Linked DNA regions of Mus musculus: region 1 is linked to region 2. Evidence: chromatin contacts called from public ChIA-PET data. All regions are on one chromosome and are shown on one strand. Each heading gives the region's core, a stretch centred on a gene start, on an enhancer-like site or on the middle of the called end of the contact. The rest is flanking DNA. Distances are from core to core; before and after follow the strand shown. Region 1 overlaps Rabgap1l (RAB GTPase activating protein 1-like). Region 2 has its middle 15 kb from the start of Mrps14.

Region 1 (3,894 bases), core at 254-2,753, 130 kb before region 2:
GGCCAGAATGAAAACCATTGTTTTTGTGTGTTAATTTTAAAAGGTTCGGTGATTAAATCTTAAACTATTACCACATCTGGAAAACTCTCAAGTTATATTTTAGTTACTCTGATTGTAAGCAGAAAGGCTCTGAACATGTCAGAATTGCTTTTTCTTTGAATCCCTTTTTCTTGGTATAAAGACTTGTTATTGAAAATCTCCAGTTGTCTATCAAAGTAGACTGAATTTATCGAAACACTTAGCAACTCTGGGGAGTTCTTAATACCTACATTTCATGTTACCCCTTGCACTTTACTCTGATAGAGACTTAAAAGGCTTTCTCTCTTTGAAATCCCCCATTTAGCCCATTTAGTGGATGGAAACTAGACACATTGCTTTTGCTTTTCCTGCATGCTGGGGAAACCACTGATCCAGTCTCCCTCTCAATTTACGTGACAAGAGGAAACGGGAACCTAAGTTTAAGGGAGTCGCTCTGCAGGTAGACAGCTGGCTGGATCCTGTTTGAACTGGGGACCTGTGTTTACCAGGACTGCTTTGCTTTCTGCTGCCCGTTGATCCACTAAGTGGTGGTGTCCTCAGCGTTTGCATCTTTGGTCCTAGGTAATTCTCTGCCCCACTGCCATTTCTCCCAGTCAGTGGCATACTGTGAGGTTCAAAACTGCAGAAACTCTTGGGAGATGATCCAGTGGGTTTCAGGCACCCAGTGGACAGTGGGGGAGTCACAAGAAGGGTGTCTGTCTGGTGAAACTGAAAGACTAGTGATAAACGGGACAGTGAACAAAAGCTGCTGAAGTTGGGGAGAATGTTAGCAGACTGCTTCAGAGTCAGTAGAAAATGTCTTGGAAAAGAAAAATCGGTACAGCAACAAGTTTTTCCTAAGATCATCAGTTTTCAAAGAGCATGCTTTTTTGTTTATGTAAAGAAAAAAAACTTCATTTCCTAGCAAGATCCAGAATGTATATTTTAAGGCGTATTTAAGAATGGCAAAAATACAAAGAAAGGGCTTAGAAATCCTAGTCAGTGTTACTCAAGAAAATCTAAGCACTGTGGTGGACAGACAGGTATTTTGGATTTAGAAATGAAGCGTCAGTAGTATCTGGTCTCTGTGACCATTAGAGGATTCTTGAAGGAAGGAAGGAAGGTCGGAGCTTATAGAACTGTTTGTCCACCCTTTGTGTAAAGTTAAAACTATCTTTACAATCTTCAGTTGTCTTATAAATCGATTTTTGCACAGATTCTCTGATCCCTTAAGCCTTATGAGTTGAATGTGCAGCACCTTTAACGTGCCTGGGTCTGTTGTTCCCCCAGGTCCTATTTTTCCCCCTTGGGCTTTAAGTGTTCTTAACCAAGAAGATTACCTATTGTTTCTCTAAATGTGCTCTCGCTGGGCACAGAGGGGACTGCTCAAGTGAGGTTATAATTCCTGTTTGCCCCTGGGCGGTTGCCAGCACAAAGAAAGGCATGACGGGAAGTAGTTTGGTTACCTTTCACAACAGGTGTCTTTGTTGGTGCTATTCAGCTATCAGAGTGGCAGCACTGAGTCACTGCAGAAAGGGAAGAGGGGAAGCAGTTGCTCTGGCTTTCACATCTGGAGAGCCACGCTGCGAGGTAAACCTCCAAGTCTGCTGCCCTGATGAAAATATGACGAGGTCCACGCTATCTTTAAAAATACTACTGAAAAGATAGAAAGGAATTCAAAAGGTATGGACTGCCCGGATAATTCATGATGCCTTGAGTCCTGATTATCTTTTAATTTTTACTTGGCTATTCATCTTTAAGATAAATGTGCGGAGGAATTCTTAATGAAAGTAATTCTCTAAACACAAAGCTGCATTGTGGGGGAAAATGAAGTGAAAATGCTTTACTGGCTCCCGGAAGGGTCAAACATAGCTTGAAGTTGTTTTAATCATGAGAATTTATTTAAGATATTGCATTTTCTGTTTAAGTAAGCCTATTAGACTTGGCCGTTTCCTAGCAGAGGTGTTTGCCCTTCTGTGAGCAGGCACTTTACCACAGAACGCTTACAGGACTGCAGAGCTCCCAGTCACGGTTAAATGGCGCAAGGTGATACTAGTTAAGTAGACATGCTATGGGATAGGAAGAATTTTAGGAAAACCTAGGAAAATAGACCCTAGATTGCATTCTGAGTTTGTTTACCCATTCTCTCACAAGCCAGCGAATATAGATAATATAATCCTGGTATTGGTGATAAAACCTAAAGGCAACACATAGCGGTATTTCTTTTTACTTTAACAGATGTCACCAAATTAATGTTTAATACTAACAGAAAATACTTCTCAGTACTATTGTACTGGTAATACTCAGGGCAGGCACAGGAAGAGCAGGTAACATGTTTTTGGAGGAACGTTCCTGTCTTCCATTTTCTTTGCCTACACTGTCATGCATGGAATAAGCATGGGTGATTTATCTTAGTGGTTGAGAGAACTTTCCTTCTGAAAACATAAAGCCTGCTTACCATCTCCAGCTGCCCTCCAAAAACCACCTGTGGGAACTAAGGGATGGATAGTTTGTGACTATCTGCTGGTTTGAGTAATTAAAAGAAACTTTTAACTTTAAATATAAAAGGACTAAGAATATTTATCAGCAGGGAGAAAAACAGTTTATAAATGAAACCCTTGTGTTTCTCCAGAATCACATCAGATATTTGTATTTTTAGTGGGACAAAGGAAAATTATTATCAACTGGTATTGATGCCCCAAATGAATTGTTTCATTTTTATATTTTGGTACTTTTTTTTTTTTAACAGAATTACTCAGAAGGGAGAGAAATTCTTTTTTTCCCCCTTCCGTCTTCAGGAGATAAATTTTAACTGCACCAAGAATTCTATAAATTCTGAGAAATAATAATGGCTTATCATCTTTTTATTTTCTAAGAATAAGGAAAAATAAGCACTGATTGCTTTAAGAAAAATTGCTCTTCTTCCAAGAAGAATCTTCATGTGAATAATAATGAAGAGATGAACTGTTTGAAACTGAGTTACCGAGGACGTAACATAAATCAACTTTTGTTTGGGAGGAATTTCATATAGGCTATTTCTAGTAAGGAACCCTTCTTCTTTCTATTTTCTGAAGTGTAAAGAAGATTCCCGGCCTGGTGGTCTCATGCGCTGGGTTGAGAATGCAGGTGTTTTTGGTGTACACTTCCTGCAGAGATAAGAGACCTTGTGGTTTCCACTGGGGGTGAATTACTAGGCAAGTCTGTGATAGCAGCTGCCTTTTCTTTTTTCCTCCTCTCTTACCCGCTGGGTTTTGACACCCAGCCCCTGGCTCTCAAGTGGGTGTGTGCACTGAGCTGCCCTAAGACCGTTTCCCTGGATAGTCTGGTCTGGAGCTGGGGCAGCAGCAGCTGCTGTGAAGAAGCCAACTGGCAAGATGATGGAAGAAATCTCCATTATGGTAGCCTATGACGCCCATGTTTTCAGCCAGCTGCATGATGAAGACTTCCTCACTAGCCTGGTGGCCACCAGCAAGCCCAGGTCCATGGTAGGTGGCACCTTGCACACTACACTGGCCTTCTCTTTCTGTAACATAATGGGCACCTTCCATAGCAAGAGAGGGGTAGGTTCTTGTGAGGTAAACGGAAGCACTGCTGCTGACTGCACTACAGGCCACAGCGAGGTCTGCAGGCTTTCAGTGGGTTTGTTTAATAAACAAACACTGTTCTATGTCGGTAATATGCTTTAAATGCTTCTGTAGTGAGGTTGAGAAGAGTTTTAGAATGCCAAATACCACTTTGCTTTGTGTCTGTGTGTGACTGTTATAAAACTAGACACGGGTTCATACATTCCGTTCAGGCTCTTTGAAGTAGAGCATTTCTTTCAATGGGCCATGTCACTTTTGTAAATTGAATCAAATTGCTTTGTAAATAAAAATC
Region 2 (3,877 bases), core at 933-3,432:
CCATCCATCCATATATCATATCATATCATATCATATCATATCATATCATATCATATCATATCTATCTGCCTATCATGTCTATCTGTCCATCTATTTTCATGCCACTCATCAAGTATATTTTAGGCAGGTGTTCTGTCATAGAGCTATACCCTTAGTGCCACATGTCTTTGTTTGTTTGTTTGTTTTGGCAGGGGGTTTATAATTCTGCCATGATTCAGATATACCAGGTAAGTGGCTGCTTGAGATAGAAATGGTTTTAGAATAACCTTGTTCAACTAATGGGGCACAGCTAAGTAGTTCATTCTAAACCCTTTTGTCCAACTCCTAGAGTTTGTAATCTCAGCCACCACGCCTGGGTGTGACACATTGTTTGCCCGGGTGTCACACACTGCCTGTTCTTCTCAGTGTGAGCAGCTCCTTCCTCTTAGACTAATTCCCCCCCCCCCCCCACACACACACGCTCGAGCTTTTCTTTATTTCCCTTCATTAAATTACTTTCTTATAGTCCCATAAATGTTGCCACAACATCAACAACTTAAAAGGATAGAAATACATTCTCTCACAGTCCTTCTGCCAGATGCCTGAAATCAAGTCACCAGCAGGGCTGTGCCCCTTCAGAGGCTCCAGGGTAGGCCGTCCCCTTGCATCTTCACTTCTATTTCCTTCCTGGAAATCTCGGTAATTTCCCTCATCCTCTGGCCCTTTTCTCTGTGTGTGATTGTCTGTTTTGTTTTCTCCCTTTGATTAGAACCCTCTCATTTGGATTAAATGTCCATCCTAATCAAAACAATTTCATTTCAACCTTTCCCTTGATTACACCCAGAAAGACTAATTTCACACGGGCTTACCTTCTGAGGTTGGGGAAGGGAAACCAAACACACCACACTCACCTTAGACTTCAAGGCAAGCGCGTCAACTTCTCTTGTCAGCTGCTTTTCCTCGTTTACAGCTCCCCCATTCCTCTTTTCTTAATTAACTCCCTTAGGGCTGATTCATAATTTATGTGCACAAGACCTGGCAGTTTTAAAAGCATACGCAAGGTAAGCACATAAAAAATTAGAATTTTTTACAGAGGTAATGCCAAGCCAGGGAAGGAGGGGCGGGGAAACTGCCATGGTCACATACAAGTCTGACAGTATGTTTGCAGTGTGTCCTCAGCTCACTGGAAACTTCCTAAAAAAAAACAAAACAAAACAAAAAACCAAAAAAACCCCACATTGCTTTCACATTCCTAGCAGAGGGGATGCTCAGAAAGAGTTCTGGATAGATGATTGAAATTCTCACTTGTTATTATGTCCTAACCAGATCATCAGCCTTGATAAGGTCAGACCAGATGCCAAAGCCTCTCATTGCTTTTGAATTTCTTCCTCAGTTCTCACCTATATCGATACAACCTGCTAGCCTGAGATTTTGGAAGTGCCCTTCTATCTCTTTGCACAATGGCAAAAATCACACAACCAAAGAGGGGCAACCTACATCTTTTGTCACTTTCAGAGAAAGACCTGAACAAAAGTATCCATGGGAGGTTAACAGGGGGAGTGAGGCTTCTCTGCACCCTCTCCTCTGCTCTGAAACAGAGCTGTCAGATATGTATCTGTCCCTCTGATAAGAACACGAAGTCCAGAAGTCAGAGATGAGACTCTCAGCTTGGCATTCCTTGGATCAAGTGCTCTGTCCTGCCCAGAGCTAGCACTAACAAGCCTTGTACAGTGGTGGCAGTGGTGACGCTCCTAAGCGTTCTCCAGCTGCCTGAAAGCCCAGCAGATGTGCTCTCTGGGAAACCCTCTAACACAATGGCTCTCAAGCTTCGTTACACTGCATACAACCCTTAATAAAGATCCTCATGTTGTGGTGACCCTAACCATAGAATTAGTTTCAGTGCTACATCATAACTGAAATCTTGGTACTGTTATACATTGTAATGTAAATATCTGTGTTTTCTGATGCTCGACCCAAAGAGGCCAAGACCCACAGACTGAGAACCTCTGTTTTAGAATGCGTACGGGAGCTTAGAGAGACAGGGATACCAGGACTTCCTGGCCTCTGTGAGTTTCAGGTCACCTCAGTGGAGTTGCTGCAGAGGCTCACAGTGTTCCCTCTGCTGCCTCTGCCTCAGACAGACCTGGTTGTCAGGCTGGTTCCAACACTTGCGTCTGCCTCTGCAGATGAATGGGTGACTCTTCTTACCAGAGGAAAGTTGACATTTGGAGGGTTTGATTCTGACTCAGTGTCCTTTCAGACACTCTCCGCCAGCTGCTTGTGGCTCCATCTGAACAGAATGTTTTGTGTGGTTGCAGAGTGAAGGCCACACCCATTTCCCCTTGCAATGGCCATAATGGGTTTTCACTTGAAGGAATAAACATTTGATAGGAAAGCAGCTTTTTTTTTTCTCCACATTGTCTTTCTCCCTCCTTTTCTTTCTCTGCTTCCTAGTTCTTCTAATCCCAAACCTAACTGATATAAAGGCAAATCATTAGACTTTAATGTTAACGAATCACTCTGTAGCTATGAGGACAGAACTATCGCAGAGCCGTAAGCTAGGAATACCTGAAGGTAGAAACATGTGCAAGGCCACAGGGAGATGTCCCCATTCCTGTACTTGAAGGTTCATCATTTATGTGACCCGTTAGGCCCAGAGCAGTAGAACAGTACCTCCACACTGGGGCCTGGAAAGAGCATGGGGACAGAATGTCTATTTTATATTTCATGTTTATCAAAGATACTCTCCCCACAGCTTTCTCTCGGGGTCTGATCTAAAAACAGATAAAGAATTTCTTGGATTTGACTTTCCCCATCTCTACACTTGTTTCTGTTGGGGAACTAGAACTGTTCCAGAGTTTCCTGGTCTCTTGGATTTATCAGTTCTAAATAAAACCAGGTGAATCTGTAGCTTGACACATTTCAAAAAGGAAACTGAATTGTATGTTGAGACCTTTTCCTCATGTGCTCTGTGCTGCAGTAGAGGTCTAACCTTGTCTTCCGGTGTCTCTCACTGATTGTTGATCATTTTCTGTCATCCCCAAGAATGACCTCTTCCAACAGTCTCACAAGTCATGGGCCTTAGGCATGTGGAAGCTGCCCAGCCTTCCATGGAACCCCTTTGATCAAATAAGTTACAAGACTGAGCTCTCCTTGCTAGGCATCTGCTTTGAGAGTTTGATTTTTCTTCTTTGGATGCAGTTCATTCTGAGTGGATGCTCTCAGCATCTCTGCTGTACACAAGGGGAGAAGGGGAGGAAAAACAAACAACAGCAACCACTTAAATGGTTCCACCTCCACAAGTCCTGTCTTCTCAATGTTCTTTCATACCCTATATAGTACTGAGAAATATACAGTATGTTCCTTAAAAGATACACAGAGATTATGAGCAATCATTACTTCATTTAATCCTTTCATAAAATAGAGGGTAATGCTTTATGAATTTTGACTCCTTTCTATAAGAATGCTGCTTTGCCTGTCCCTCTAGAATGTGAAGTCTGTAAGAGCTGAGCCATTGGTGGCAATGACTTTGCCTTGTTCAGTTCTATACCTCCACATTATTGATCAATTTCTACCACATACTATGCACCCAAGATCTCTTTAGGAACAAAGTCGGATTGTATTTCCTCTAATCTTACACATCATGCTGGTTGGTGAAGTAGAAATTGTCATCCCTTTATACACTTGGAGTCTATCCTTGAGGTTTGATGTCAGACTGTCTCTCAGGCTTGTTTCATTGGGATTGTATACAAAGCCCCACTCCCTGCTCTCCTCTGTGAGGAAACCAAAGGGCCTGCTCTAGCAGAAGAACACATGCCCTATGAAGCAGAATGGTGACCCAGCTGGGAAAGCTGATGTCATGAAAATGAGAGACTAGGCCCACCCATGTGGATTCTTC

The links. ChIA-PET counts read pairs in DNA pulled down with a chosen protein or histone mark.
Region 1: a contact with region 2 is called in an RNA polymerase II ChIA-PET map of memory CD8 T cells, with 18 read pairs. The contact joins two enhancer-like sites. A contact is called at or near these places in 2 of 115 datasets of contacts at active chromatin or transcription factors (effector CD8 T cells and memory CD8 T cells) and 2 of 9 other capture datasets (adipose tissue and liver).

What each region holds. Positions count from the first base shown.
Region 1 is chr1:160,306,785-160,310,678 of GRCm38.p6, reverse strand. All of the region lies in intron 19 of Rabgap1l (RAB GTPase activating protein 1-like), which reads left to right. Among named protein-coding and RNA genes, the nearest start is that of Mir1927, 13 kb to the right of the region's middle. Within about 2 kb of position 1,503, at least 130 of the 459 cell types and tissues checked have an H3K27ac peak or open chromatin away from gene starts, as enhancers often do. A contact at or near this core is called in memory CD8 T cells, where this site is marked.
Region 2 is chr1:160,177,911-160,181,787 of GRCm38.p6, reverse strand. No RefSeq gene overlaps it. Among named protein-coding and RNA genes, the nearest start is that of Mrps14, 15 kb to the left of the region's middle. Within about 2 kb of position 2,182, at least 20 of the 459 cell types and tissues checked have an H3K27ac peak or open chromatin away from gene starts, as enhancers often do. A contact at or near this core is called in memory CD8 T cells, where this site is marked.